2 separate regions of the Mus musculus genome follow, and region 2 is linked to region 1. Evidence: chromatin contacts called from public ChIA-PET data. All regions are on one chromosome and are shown on one strand. The core of a region is the stretch at or near the end of the contact, and the rest is flanking DNA. Distances in the headings are between cores, read along the strand shown. Region 1 has its middle 56 kb from the start of Ubl3. Region 2 has its middle 44 kb from the start of Gm36140.

Evidence for each region. ChIA-PET counts read pairs in DNA pulled down with a chosen protein or histone mark.
Region 2: an RNA polymerase II ChIA-PET map of memory CD8 T cells shows a contact between it and region 1, with 24 read pairs. The contact joins two enhancer-like sites. A contact is called at or near these places in 3 of 484 Hi-C or Micro-C datasets (granulocyte-monocyte progenitors, natural killer cells and pre-pro-B cells) and 2 of 115 datasets of contacts at active chromatin or transcription factors (memory CD8 T cells and regulatory T cells).

What each region holds. Positions count from the first base shown.
Region 1 is chr5:148,492,642-148,500,466 of GRCm38.p6, reverse strand. No RefSeq gene overlaps it. Among named protein-coding and RNA genes, the nearest start is that of Ubl3, 56 kb to the left of the region's middle. Within about 2 kb of position 5,031, at least 136 of the 459 cell types and tissues checked have an H3K27ac peak or open chromatin away from gene starts, as enhancers often do. A contact at or near this core is called in memory CD8 T cells, natural killer cells, pre-pro-B cells and 1 more, where this site is marked.
Region 2 is chr5:148,674,646-148,682,052 of GRCm38.p6, reverse strand. No RefSeq gene overlaps it. Among named protein-coding and RNA genes, the nearest start is that of Gm36140, 44 kb to the right of the region's middle. Within about 2 kb of position 2,247, at least 50 of the 459 cell types and tissues checked have an H3K27ac peak or open chromatin away from gene starts, as enhancers often do. A contact at or near this core is called in memory CD8 T cells, natural killer cells, pre-pro-B cells and 1 more, where this site is marked.

The DNA.
Region 1 (7,825 bases), core at 3,782-6,281:
TTTATAAATCTGAACGGAGCAGACGGGCTTATTAGATACAATGAACAAGGAGTAGGTTTAGCTAATGTCAGTTGGAGGTTTATGTAGGGAGCAGTCTCCAGCTACAGGCATCCAGGAGGAAGAAGCTGTGATTGATAGCTTCTGCACACAGTCAGCATTTGCACTCAGACCAGAGGAAGGCTTTCCATCCCTCTGAGCCTCACCCAGGGATGGCTTTGCCAATCCCATAGGTCTGAGGGATTTGGGTCTTTGGCCTGATTATGCCCATGTTAACAGCACACTTGGAGCTCCCTCCACGCCTCCACTCCTCCACAAGCTAGCCTTGAACTCAATATGTAGCCAAATCAACCTTTATTCAATCTTGCCTCTACCTTCTGAGTGCTGGGATTGCAAACAGGAGTCACCCATACTCAGGCTATGCAGCTGGGGACCAAAGAACACAGGGCCTGGTGCATGCTAGGCAGCCCTCTACCAACTGAGCCACATCACGGTCCTGAGATTTTAATCTTTTAATGTTTGCCTGAGTCTCGCGTTGTTTAAATTAAATTAGAATGCTTGTGGCTTAGAGTGGGTGCCCTGTTTATGCAAATGACAGAAAGCAACTCTGTAAATAGAAAGAATGCAAGGGAAAGCAGTGGAAAGGCAGATGGGAACAGGAACAGACCGGCAACTGGCACAAGCAGGAAGCAGGTACACGGAGTTCTGCTTCTGGGTTTGCAATGGTGCCTCTGCACTACAGAAGCTGGTCCCTCTGTCATCAGCTTCCACCAGCTGTGGGAAGTGCAGGGCTCTCCAGGTATCCTCACCATCATAGCTCTGAGACCACAGGAAATCTCATACAACCAGACCCCAAGGCCACACCTTTTCTTCCTGGAACCCCATAGGGCCTCAGAACACTTCCCACACCCTACCACACCCTCCCATTTCTAAAATCCTTCCCTGTGGATAAAATTTAGTCACTAGACCAGAAGCCTACTACGGAGTCACAAAAAAGCATGTGCCCTGTGGGCTACTTTGATAGCAGTTGTGAAATTAGTTTGTAAAGACTAGAGAGTGACCAGCCTGTGGGGTGTTCCTTTAACTGCAGGAGACTGAAGGGTCCTAAAACATTCTGTATCTTTTTGAGTTAATGTAAGTTACTTATTTCAAGACTGTGATGATTGGTGTGAAGCGTCTACTTTCCAGATTCTAGGTTGACCTAGAAGACCAGCCCCAGCACACCCAGGAGACAGTATATAGGTTAGGTTAGCTTCTAGGCAGGCCTATCGGTGTCCTAATTAGGGTTACTATTGCTATGATGGAACACCATGACTGAGGCAACTTACAAAAGGAGACTTGCTTACAGTTTCAGACTAGTCCATGATCATCATGGTGGAGAGTGTGGTGGCAGACAGGCAGACAGGCAGGCAGCTCACATTCTGATCCATAGGCAGCAAAGGGAGAGACTTGGCCCGCCATGGGCTTTTGGAACCTCAAACCCCACCCTCCTAGTGACACATCTTTTCCCATAAGGCCACACTTCCTAATCCTCCCCCAACAATTCCACTAACTGGGACCCAAGCATTCAAACATAAGAGCCTATGGGGGCCATTCTCATTAAAACCACCACAATTAGGTTAAGTGAGATGGGAAGACCTGCCCATGTGGGTGGCAACATTCCCTAGGTCAGGGTCCTGGAGAATATATAAAAAAGGAAAAACTGAGCAGAGCACAAACATTCATCCATTGCTTTCTTCTTCCTAACTGGACACAATGTGACCTGCAGCTGCTCCAAGCTCCTGCTGCCTCAACTTCCCTGCCATGATGCAGTGTGCCCTTGAACTCAAGCTGAAATTAACCATTCCCCCATCCATTGAACTGCTTTTGTCAGAAACTGAGATTAGGCTATAAGTTAGATCTCAATAAAAAAAGGAAAAAAGTATTTAATAAGCACCCTCTGTATGTCAGAGGGAAAAAAAATACTGCTTCCTCATCCTATCTTCAGACTACTGGATTAGAAAAGCATACAGACACATAATTTGAGAAGCTGTATGAAGTTGGCCTGAGGTTCCCTGACAGTCTGTGGGATGAGATGAACACCAGTATCAGTGGTCTGGAGGAGGTAGAACCCCTATGCCCTGTGTGAGCAGGCCCTTGCTCAGCAGTTGAAGGTAAGATTTGTGCTGCCGGCTGGCCTTCAAACTGGGACACTCATTGCCCTTTTCTTCCTTCAAACTCAACCTAGAGCATAAGCTCTTCCCAGATGTGTGCCTTTGGACCTTCAATCACTATCAGCTCTCTGGGCCCCAGCCTACTGCTGCAGACCTTTGCTGGTGTATTTTCTGGGCTACTTTTTTGGGTTCTTATATCTGCCACCTTTCCAACCTTATTGCATCCTAATCCCTCCCAACTCCCCAACACTAGGTAGGAGAGAAAGATTAGCAGGGGGAAAAGGTCATAGACCTCTTTCAGCCAACAAAATAGACTACTTCCTGCTAATTAGGGGCAGTGGGTTCAAGAGTATTCAACAATCCAGCAATAGCAAGTGCAACAGCAAGAACCACCACCAGCAGCAGCAGCAGTAGCAGGGGCAGCAGCAGGGGCAGCAGCAGCTGCCATGGCTCCTCTTAGGGCTTTCCCATTCATACCCTCTCCAGAGTCCCCAGAATCAAACTATTTGTAGCTGGCAAAAATCATGCCCCTGCTAGTGCATGAGGCAAATCATAATCACCTGCTGCTAAGCAGCTTCTTATCCCATAGCTGGGATTAAAGCAAAAGCATATTCACATAATAAGTGTTTTGTTTCAGTTTTTGGTTTTTGTTTGTTTTTAAGAAACCAAAATTCTCACTACAGACTCTGGGCTTGCCCACCTCCATGACTGTGGGGATCGATCAGTTCCTTCTAACAAGACCCTTCCTATGCACACATCCCATTCCTTCTGTTTCTCTGGGGGACTGTGACTGATACACCCAAAGGTATCAAGAACTTAAAGGCTTGGCAATGTGCTGAGGAGGTATGACATCATCAGAGACTTACCTGATTGGTTCCTCCTCCAATGCTGTCCCCCACAACCTTCCTCCTCCTCCTCCTCCTCCTTCCAGATGCTGCAACCACTGGCAAGGCTTCAAAGGTTGCTCACGTCATGGTCCCTCCTTAGCTATCCAACCTCAACTTTCTCAGTTATTTCTGCTCACACACCCTCCAGGCTCTGGTCATATTGAGGGGCTGGTAGTCACCTGGCCAGCCCACACCGGTCTGTCACAGTATTTCCATTCCCACAATGTCCCTCTTTCTTCTCTGCTGCCTCACCACCACCACCCCAGATCCTTATTCTTCTCAGTTCAGGAATTTCTTTTTGACAATGCTAGGATTGGGTCCAGGATCTTCCATGTGCTAGCTGAGCACTGTGTAACTGAGCTACATCCCTAGCCCTGATATTTTCTATATGATAAAGTACATACAACACTGTGGTGATTTGAATAAGCCTGACGGAGGGCAGAAATGAATGGACCCAGAGCCAGCATCTAGTAAGCCAAAAAGTTAGGGTTGAATCGCTTGTCCCCTGTTATCTCCATGTTCTGAAATTCTATTCACCACCCTTTTTACCTCACTCAGGACCAATCAGCTTAAAGGTTAGCTGATGATACTTTGTCTAGTTAGACAGAAATATTGTACTGCATCACTGCTTGCCTTTGAACTTTTGAACCTGGTTCTTCCTATAAAAAGCCAGCCCTGAGAGCAAACTAATACCGCAATTAGGCTACCGAGACCTTTTTTTTTTTTTTTTTTTTCCTGGTCTGGAATGTTCAGTATTAGGGTGTGAGTTCAATAAACTATTCTCTTTTTTAAAAGATTTATTTATTATATTTATATGCGTACACTGTAGCTGTTTTCAGACACACCAGAAGAGGGTATCAGATTCTATTACAGATGGTTCTGAGCCACCATGTGGTTGCTGGGATTTGAACTCAGGACCTCTGGAAGAGCAGGCAGTGCTTTTAACCACTGAACCATTATTTGGGGGGAAAACTGGTTAAAAAATTACTGCTAGCATTAATATATACAAAACATTAATAATCATTTTTTACACTGTGGTCTTTCTTGTCATTTTCATGGTTTTATTGATGGTGGTGGTTTGGGCTGAGACTGGGCCTGTTACTGAGACTGCCTAGAACTGCTAGTTATCCTCCTGCTTCAGCCCTCTGAGTACTAGGATTACTAATGTGACCCACCGTGCATGGCTATTGGTCTGCTTAAAATGACGATTCCGCCCTCTGTCGGTAAGGTTGCTCTGACATGCTCTTCCCATATGTCTGCATCAGCTCCTCCCTGATGCCTTCTGATCACATGGACAGCTTGTGACGGGGTAACGGCCTCAGTAGCCCTTCCCTTCAGTGATTTGTAGACATTACTTTGTTGTTTAAGGGCTTTGATTGTTGTTTGATTTTTGGTTTGGGTTTTTTAAGACAGGGTTCCTCAGTGTAGCCCTGGCTGCCCTGGAACTCACTCTGTCAACCATGCTGGCCTCGAACTCAGATCCACTTACCTCTGCTAACTGAGTGCTGGGATTAAAGGTATGCAGCATCACACCCAGCTATCAGCTTTGATATTGTAAAAGAACACAAGCTAGTCTGAGTTGTTTCTGTTGCAATTGATTTTTTTTTGTTCCTGGATACCTGGACATTTCCTAGTTTGTCTTGGCATAGAAACTTCAGCACCAAAATTCCCAAGAACACAAGGTATACCTTCAGTCTATGGGTTGAATTCTATCTGGAAGATTTGTGCACACACACACATGCACACGCCTTCCCGTCCTCCTCCTCTCTTCTTCTATTGCCCAGGTAGCCAGGTAGACATTCCTGGGCTAAAGCAAACCCCACACCCGACCCCATCTCGGAGTTCCTAGAGCCGTAAGAGCAGAGAGCCCACCAGGCCAGACTTTGGTACTCCCCTTGTGGAAGTCCCGTGACCCCTCGCCAGCCCTCTGCGTCAACGCCCCGCCCCTTTCTTCTTGGGCTTTCCTCAGTGCCTGTCTAGTCTCTCCTCTGCGTGTGTGAACAGTCCCATGGTCTTCATTTGCACTTCCTCTCACTTCCGTACTGCTTTCTTTTGTCAGCACTTGGGTTCTCAGCTGACGTCTAGGGCTTTGATCTTTTTTTTTTTTTTTTCCAACTTTACATGCTTGCTTCCTGATTACAGTAGTCTAGAGTTTGAGGAAATGGCATGGGCGTGGGTGGGGGAGGGGTGGCTGAAACCTGCTGGTGTGACCCTGGACCCTGTTGCCTAGCTGGAGAAATGTTGCTAATGTCCCCGCGTGGGCTTGCCCTCAGCCTTCAGCTGATCTCCTACACTCGTTTCTGGTAGGATGCCCCTTCAAGCTTCCCTTTCTATCATCTTCCCGATCCTCTACTCCCCCACCTGCTCAGATCTCATATCGCCCCTTGACTCCTAGGAAGTCTTCTTTGAGAAGTCCTTTTATTTATCTCTCATTTTGCTTGTCAGGATGAAGGGGAAGAGCCTGCTGATACTCACAGTCCACGCAATCCCTTGCTTCTCTAATGATTTTGATGGCAATAGATTAATTATACAAAACAGTAGGTTTCATTGTGAGCTGTCTCATTCAAAGCACGTACAGATAATGTCCTTTGATCATATTCTTCAACCCTTCCCCCTTTCTAAAAAATCTCCCTTTTACTTCTATGTCTCCTGGGGAACCAAGAAAGGCCTGAGTGACCATGTAAGGGGCAGATAAGCCCTGAGGGATGGGTATCATTGACCAGGGCGAGTGCCTCAGATCTATGGAAACTGGCAAAGTCTTTCTTTAGGGTAGACATTAAGAGTATGCAAAAAAATAAAAAAGAACAAAACAAAAATACTAACAGCTGTAGGGATCTGTTCCCAGATTGTTGCAACCTGAGAGAGCTGACCTACAGAGCCCTCCTACCAAAACAGTTAGCTCCTCTCCTACAGAGCCCGCCCACCAAAACAGCTAGCTCCTCCCTCTACAGAGCCCTCCCACCAAAACAGCTAGCTCCTCCCCCTGTGCGGTACAAAATACGTGCGAAGGTTCCAGGCTGTTGGTGCTGCTCCAGGAGAGGAATCAAGCTCACCCGATCCCAGCTTTTCTCTATGTGTGTCTGTGTGTCTGTCCTCTGGGATCAAGTCCATAGACATGTCTTTTACTGGTTTTGACCTCTAGAGTTTGCCTGTAAGAGAAAACACACATTTGTCTTTCTGAGTTTGGCCTGCTTTACTCAATGTTCAATGCAATGACTTCCATTTTCCAGTAATGTTACTGTTCCAGATGGCTGAATAAAAATTCTATTGAATAAATACACTACATTTCCCTTACCGATTCATCTGAGCATGTAGACCAGTTCTGTCTCTTGACTACCAATGTGGATGTTCAAGCCCCTCTGGCATGTTGGCAGATGTCTGGCTGACTCCTAGGACAGGTGCTCCCACTGTGACCACCATGCTAATTTCCACAGTGCCCCATCTGGCTACTGCCAGTCTCTGATTACCTTGCACGTAGCCTTAGTGCTAACAATTTAGGTGACACCCAGCCTGGGTGGAGTTGTGGAAGAGGTTTTAGGAATCTGAGGACAGGAGACCCAGTTTCTACCTGTGGACTTCACCATCTCTATGGTATTCCCGAATTCTGAGTTCATGGTTGCCTAGCTGGAGAAATGTTGCTAATGTCCCCGCGTGGGCTTGCCCTCAGCCTTCAGCTGATCTCCTACACTCGTTTCTGGTAGGATGCCCCTTCAAGCTTCCCTTTCTATCATCTTCCCGATCCTCTACTCCCCCACCTGCTCAGATCTCATATCGCCCCTTGACTCCTAGGAAGTCTTCTTTGAGAAGTCCTTTTATTTATCTCTCATTTTGCTTGTCAGGATGAAGGGGAAGAGCCTGCTGATACTCACAGTCCACGCAGTCCCTTGCTTCTCTAATGATTTTGATGGCAATAGATTTCTGCCTGTGGACTCTGCTTCGACCCTGTGCTAGTCTCACACACTCCTGTAGGACCTCTTGTGACAGATGTAGCACACAGGACATGTCTAAAGAGTTATTTTTCAAAGTCACTGTCTGAAATGATCCTCCTCTAGCTAAGAAATTAGAAGCAGCTTCCTCTTTATACAGTGGGTTCTGGAGGGTGGTTCCTTATAACTGCACCTATGAAGGTTGGGTGCTTTGGTTCTCCTGACTCATGCACCCAGGGCTCCCCAACAGATGGCCCCAGGTGGGGTGAGATTTCCACTCACAGCTAAGTGTGCAGAAAGCAAAACTGAGTGCGAAGCTTCCATTTTGCTGCTCAGCCAGGCTAGTGGTTTATGGCTTGAAAGCAGCGACTTCCTCGTTTGCATGTGACTTCTCCATGTGGCACCTGCTGACTGCCATAGAGCGTTGGCCAAGATGGGGACCCAGTTTTCCAGTGTGGTGCAGGGAGTTTCCTGAAAGATCAGGGGTGGTCTAACCTTTGCTCCATAACTAATGCACACTGCTAACGTCTTTCTAGTTATGCTTGATAGACTGAGCCTGGTTGTGGAGAGCTCTTGGAACAGCGTCTAGGAATTTGGCAGGAATTTGACTTTGGGCTAGGACAAGGATGTAGGCTCAAGATCTTGATCATCTTGGACTTTGTTGCCTTGTTTGTTCCTTGACCTAGAACTGACCTTATTCTTTGCATGTACTTAGAGTGGTATAAAAGCAGACTGGAGAAAAATAAACCCGTGTCAGCCTCAAAACAGGCTGGGGTCATGCTATGGTGTTGTCTAATTCTCTTCTTCTTAATCCTCGCTCCCTCCCTGGAGAACCCATTGAGTGGTGGAGCTGGCTTATCAC
Region 2 (7,407 bases), core at 998-3,497, 180 kb before region 1:
GCAGTCAGTGCTCTTAACCACTGAGCCATCTCTCCAGCCCTACTTTTTGACTTAAAACACTGTGTGCTGTTACTGTGACACATGCAAACCATCACCATTGCCGTGCCTGGGCTTTGGAGCCATCAATAAAATAAGCATTACTTGAGTGGATACGCTAAGGTGCCCTGACCATCCACTGGTAGCATGGACAGCTATTGTGTGACTTGTGGCAGAGAGCTTATACATGTACTGGGCACAGAGATGGTGTGTGCCCCAGAAAGAATGGGACAGGCAGTCTGACTCCACCATGTTGTCAGAATGGCATGCAATGTTCTGATGGTTTGAATAAGAATGGCCCCCGTAGGCCCACAGACTTAGATGCTTGGGGGGAGGGCCCCAGGGGTGACACCATTTGAAAGAAGTAGGAGCTATGGCCTTGTTGGAGGAAGTGAGTCATGAGGGATGGGCTTTGAGGTTTCAGAACCCCAAGCCAGGCGCAGAGGTTCTCTCTCTTCTGCTGCCTGTGGGCACATGCAGAACTCTCAACTTCTCCAACACCATATCTGCCTGTGCGCTGCCTTGCTCCCTGCCATGACAATTGGCTACAAACCAGCCTGAAACTATCAACCAGCCCCAGTTCAATGCCCTCTTGTATAAGAGTCATAGTCATGGAGTCTCTTTACAGCAATAGAAGGCCAACTAAGACAATGTAAAACTTATTATTTCTAAGAGTTTTGGACCACGGTTGGACCTCAGGAGGCCACGCCACAAGCATTAGTCACCACCGTGTAGGTCATTTTAACTTTAATTTTTTTTTTCAAATAAGTACAATACTAAGTGCACTCAATATTCTTGAAGTTCTTTCTTGATGCTAAAATAGGCAGTATCCTTGGGCTGGGTCAAAATGCCACACACGCTTGAAGACTTAATAAGTTTCGTACTTGTTAGCAGATTACCATCAGAAATGTCAAGCTAATTATTGCTCTCAACAGAAACAAAAATGAAGGAGAGTCTACCCATGTCGGATTTGGCATTTTGTGTTTGTAAAGCATTTCCAGAGCTGTGTGGGGAAAGATTTAATCTCGGGCTTGCTTGTTACCTCTTTGATTGCTTGTGACATTTTTAAGTACGTGTGGCTCTGGCACATGAAAACAAAAGATAATGTTACAAGAATGGATATATATATATATATATTTAAACAGTGCTATTAGAGACAATTGAGCTACAGGGAACTGTACCTGCTTAACATAAACATTGGAATGTTCTGGAACATGTGGACCTGTGAACAGTAAGGACAGAAGGAAGTTTCCACTTCACCCTCCAAAGGTTCACGGGAGTGAACTGCCCATAGACTGGTGAATAAGAGAGAAAGGTATAGAGAGAGTGTCTCACACACATCACTTGTCAATTAAAAAAGATAGCCAATGAGCTGAGGCAGGAAGTAGGGGGTGGGACACTGGCAAGAAGAGAGTGGATTCTGGGAAACGGTGAGACCACAGAAAGGTGGGTGGGTTCATTTAACATGTGATTCCCCAGGGAGCCAATGAGTGATAGATGCTTATCTGCTCCGCCTCTTAGGAGAGAAGAAAGGGGTGAGCCCCAAGGCCACACCGTGGCTTGTGGCTTGAATGTAAGTCCGTCCCTCTGACTCTCTCAGCTGCTTTTCCAGTAGAGCTCAGGCCCACCTACCCAGGAATGGCACTACCTACCTGGGTCTGGACCGTCCTGTATCAATAATTGATCAAAAACCGGTGGCCACAGGCCAATCAATGTGTGTTACCTCAATTTTGGTTCCCTTTCTCCTAGCGGAAGGTAACTATGACAACTGTACAGGAGGAAACCTAGAGGACCTTGAATGTTACAAACTTTATTTATTTATTTATTTATTTGGAACATAACATTTTTATTGATCCTCTGGGAGTTTCACATCACGTACCCCGATCACATTTACTTCCCAATCTTTTATTGTCTGACCCGACTTGTGACCTCACCCCACCCCACCCCACCCCCAGCCAAAAAAAGTAAAAATAAAAATAAGAATTAAAAAAGAAACAAGTCCAATTTGTGTTATTTATATACTCATTGGACTGGGGCATGGTCACTCTCCCAGTGGTCTGTCCCTTGAATAGAACTGAGTCCTCCCCCCACACCTCTGCCTGAAGCCATCCGTTGTGGAGAGTACTTCAGCATCTCTGTCACACTGTTATAAGAGTTCTCTTCAGTGGCTTCCTGTCTAGCTGTTACTTTGGGGGTGGGGGCAGGAGGAGGATGGGGTTGTCACAGAAACCTTCCATGTCCCTTCCTTGCAGCTGTGCATCTGCTGTCATCGATATCACAGCGAAAGTAACCTCCTTGCTCTTCAGTCAGCTAGAGCACCATCATGGGCCTCTGCGTGGTTTCTGGTGACAGCACAGACCACAAACACAGCCCCTGATTACAGTGGACCACAGACCCTTACAAGACCCTTGGAGGCAGCCCAGACTGTGGGCTTCACCATGGCCCTCAGGTGGCCACTCAGATCAGTATGGCCCATGACAGCTGCACAGCCCACAGACATCCACATGGCCTTCAGTGACAACACAGGTCACGGACATTGACACAGACTGTCCCTGGCTGCAGTAGAACCCAGTAGGACCCGGACATTACCATGGCCACAGAGGGCAGCTCGAAGGTCCCCCGTATAATTATGGCCTATGGTGGAAGCACAGCCTATAGACATCAACGTGGGTTCAGGCTGCAGCACAGACCATGGACATCCACATGGCCCTTGGTGGTAATGTGGGCCACAGACATCAATACTGTCCCATCTTCATGTTATAAACTTTAAATAAGTAGATTTAAACTTTAAATACAGTAGATTTTATTTGAGATGAAAAACACAAACCATGAAAGAATGGGTAGAGTTGGTCTCATTAAAATCAAACATTTTTAGCTGTGCAAGAGACTGTTCAGAGAATAAAACAAAAAGCTACATCCTGGAAGAAAAATACTCGTGATTCGCATACCTGATAAACAATTTGCACCCAAAATTGACCCGTCCAGCAGGCCCAGTTATTCGTGGGTCTCGAGGGGACTGCTCCTAAAACTAAATGGGGGGTGGGGTGAGAGAGAAACGGAGGCCAAGCACAGAAAAGAGACGGAGCCAATCTGAATCTTGTCAAGGCCTCGTTGTATTCAGCAAAGCTTGTAGTTTTTATACAAAAAGATCAAAGGGGAAATAACCCTTACGCAGAAGGGCAGTGGGGAGCAGTGGTAATTTTCCTTGGTGACTACAAGGGGAAGTATGATATCTAAAAGTACATCTTGTGGTTATGACATCTGCTGTTTGTGTCATGTGGGAAGCCACATGCGCCATTGCAGGGTGGTGCTGGCCACCACTGGCCACCACACATACATAGGCAGTAAAGTTTCTTGCCAAGATGAGGTTTTGAGAGTTAACCAATCAGATGAGAGACAAGTTAACCAATCAGATGAGAGAAAAGTTAACCAATCAGATAAGAGACATGTTAACCAATCAGATGTGAGATATGCAAATGAGGTGGTAAGCATAACCCATGCATAACCAATCCGTGTGTGAGACACGCCTCTCCTAGGTCTTTATAAGCAGCACCAGTTCTGGGCTTGGGGTTTCTCTTCGCTTCTGCAATCAGTCTCTCCCAATAAACATGTGCAGAAGGATCCTGTTCAGCATCATTCTTGCTGGTGAGTCGGGTGCGTGCAAGAAGTGGTGCCAAAATCCGGGAAAAGAAACATCTTCAGGCACGAGCGAAGACCCCCTGCTACAGGGAGGATTCAGAACTGCATCACGGGGAAGGAGCGGTTAATAAAGTGTTCCCGTAAAACAGACTGCTGAGAAGGATCCGGCGTGGATTCAGAACTCTTCAGCTGAGGAACGGTGGTACCAGTAAGTCTCCCAAATTGATCCCCGCGTTAAAGGGGGATATGTTTTTTTAAGAAAAAGGAAAAGAAAAGGGAGGAAAAATGAAGGAATCAGTGATAAAGAAAAGGAAATAGTGAAGGAAAGGAAAAGGGAAAGGAAAGGAAAGGAAAGGAAAGGAAAGGAAAGAAAGGAAAGAAAGGAAAGGAAAGGAAAGAAAGGAAAGAAAGGAAGGAGAGAAGGGAAAGAGAGAAGAGAAGGAAAGAAAGGATTGAGACGATAAGGTTCCCGGCTTTGGGACATGTTAAGGTTCATGAGTTATGCTTTTTTCTCCCATTGACTCTTTGTGGGTAGGTCTGATAGTTTTGGTCTTGTTTGTTCTGATATATGGACTCTGTTACTGTTTGAAACTGTGTGTAGAGGCAGTCAAGACAGGTCAGAAAATCCTTACAGAGCAACAAGAGAGTATGTCGGAAGAGGAGAAGGGCTTAAAAAAAAAGAAAGAAAAAGAAAGGAGACACAGTGTTATCAGGTGGACAGAAAGGACAAAATAAAAGAGCCGAGGCGGAGGAGGAAGGCGAATTAGCTTCTGCGCCCCCTCCCTATGCCTCCTCAGCAGCCACCTATAGGCAGACCTTCTGTCCGGAGGTTTGGAGAGAGGTTAGATTCTCCTTGCTGGGATGTCCTATTTTCACCGACTAAGCAAGGCAGAGATATCATGAGCCTCTAGATTTCAAAGTAATCAGGAATTTGGCTGAGTCCATGCAGACGTACGGCTTAACTGCCTCCTATACTGTGACTCAGGTAGAGACCTTGAATAGACACTGCATGATGCCGTCTGATTGGGCAGTCTTGGTGAAGGCATGCCTTTCACCTGGGCAGTATTTAGATCGGAAAGCCTTCCTTATTGAATTTGCAAATGAACAGGCAGCGTCTAACTCTGCTGCAGGAAATCCAGCATGGGATAAGGATATGCTGCTTGGTCAAGGTCGCTTTGCACAACAACAGACAGGACATCCAGTGCAGGTGTTTGAGTAGGTGAATCAGATTGCCATAAGGGCGTGGAAATCATTGCTCACCTGTGTTGACAGTGTTGACGTGGGCAAGAGGGTCTGTTTGTGTGTTTCCTCAGGATCACCGACAACAGCTGTGGGTCCCAGAACGGCTGACCAGAGCAATTCAAAGCAAGCAGAGCTATGAGGACGTGGATGTTCCTGTGGCTGGGGGTGCTCCCGCTAGTGAGAACTGAAGAGCTCTGTGTTCCTGAAACCATGCTGTTGACGCATTCAGGTGTTTCCTCAATTCTTTACATCTAATGCCAGATTTTAAGCCTTAATGGAACTCAAATAGAACCCGTCATTGTTGGCAATTTTACCTCTTGGCTTACCTCTGCTTTTTCTTACTTTAAGGAATGGGTGGGAGTGATTTTGTTTGGTGCTGCCATATGCTGTGGACTGGTGTTCATGCTCTGGTTGGTATGCAAGTTCAGAACCCAACAAAAACGTGACAAGGTGATTATAACTTAGGCACTTTTAGCTATTGAAAACAGCACCTCCCCTGAAGTTTGGTTATCTATGCTCAAGAATTAGTCGGCATCTGAGTTCTCTGCTCTTGCACCCCATGGATTTATAGATCCATTGCACTGGAATGAGAGAGACTCAACGATCATTGATCAGCCCTTGCACATCACTGAGGTTTCCTCATTGTACGCGATAGGGTGATCATGACTTCCCTACTAATTCATTTTTTGGCTGGCCTCTTTTGTAGAGTTCGCCCTAGGTCATCTAGCAGCTATTGTCACACAGAACTGCGGTATCCAGAGACGGGCAACTTTCCTCATGCACAGACCAACCTAAGACACGGGACCCAGTGGCGATAGGGTTACCCTATGACGGGTAAGGCTGTGACATTAGAGGAACGACCTAAAACAGCAGCCACGGTGGATGGACATAATTGCACAGGCCTAGTCCAGCCTCATTTTATTAAAACAAAAGGGGGAGATGTGGGAAGCCACATGTGCCGTTGCAGGGTGGCACTGGCCACCACTGGCCACCACACATACATAGGCAGTAAAGTTTCTTGCCAAGATGAGGTTTTGAGAGTTAACCAATCAGATGAGAGACAAGTTAACCAATCAGATGAGAGACAAGTTAACCAATCAGATGAGAGACAAGTTAACCAATCAGATGAGAGACATGTTAACCAATCAGATGTGAGACATGCAAATGAGGTGGTAAGCATAACCCATGCATAACCAATCCGGGTGTGAGACACGCCTCTCCTAGGCCTATATAAGCAGCACCAGTTCTGGGCTTGGGGTCTCTCTTCGCCTCTGCAATCAGTCTCTCCCAATAAACGTGTGCAGAAGGATCCTGTTGCAGCGTCGTTCTTGCTGGCAAGTCTGGCGTGCGCAAGAGCGTCAGTCAGGTCTGGAGTCATCTTGTGTAATTGTTGGTGTCCTTCATCTGGACTTAGTCAGCTTGGGGAGGGGGTCAACTGGAACAGTCTGTTGGTGACCTTTGTCTGGATTTAGTCAGCTTGGGGAGGAGGTTCAGCTTTATGTCTTAAGACTTGGTGGTCATCTTTTTCACTTGGATTATTATAAAGAATTTAGTTTTGGCTCCCAACACAAAATATACAATATATATTTTCAAGTTTATTTGTTTTATGTGTGCATTTTCCTGTGTGTCTGCCTGTGCACCATAGGGGTGCAGTGCACACAGAGGCCAGAAGACGGCGTCAGATTCCCTAAAACTAGAATTATGTATGGTTGTGAGTTCCTATGTGGATGCCGGGGGGAACTAACCTGGGTCATCTACAAAAGCAGCCAGTGCTCTTAACCACTGAACTGTCTCTCCAGCCCTCAACAATTTACACTTAAAACGCAAAAATAAGAAAGATCCCAAGTTTAATAGTGGACAAAAGGTCTGAATGAACAGTATACAAAGAAGAAAGCAGGAAAGTATCCAAAAAAAGATGCCCAAAGAAGAAGAGGAGGGAAGGAGAGGGAGAGGGAGGAGAAGCAGAAGAGCAGGAGGAGGAAGAAGAAGAAGCAGAGAGGAGGGGAGGGGAGGGGAGGGGAGGGGAGGGGAGAGGAGAGGAGAGGGGAGGAGAGGGGAGGAGAGGGAAGGGGAGGGAAGGGGAGGGAAGGGGAGGGAAGGGGAGGGAAGGGGAGGGAAGGGGAGGGAAGGGGAGGGAAGGGGAGGGAAGGGGAGAAGAGAAGAAGGGAGCATTCAGAACCTGCTCAGTTCTATGGCTCAGGGGTTCAGGATGCCACTGATCGACAGCTAGTTTACTTAAAGTGTAAAGTCCAGGGCCAGAACTTCAGACACAACAGGAGTCAAGAATCTGCATTGCTTCTGTGATTGTTTCCTGGTGAGTTTGAGGTGCCCTGTGAAGACAGCATGCTCTCTATTGAGCCTATCTCTTCTCCTTTCTAAAGAGAACCTGTTTTAAAAAGTCCTGTCACGTCTCTCCTAAAGACTAGCTTTCCATGCCTGCCAAAACCAAGTGAGCAGCCCAGCTCTTTGGGAACTAAACTTTCTCCTTCT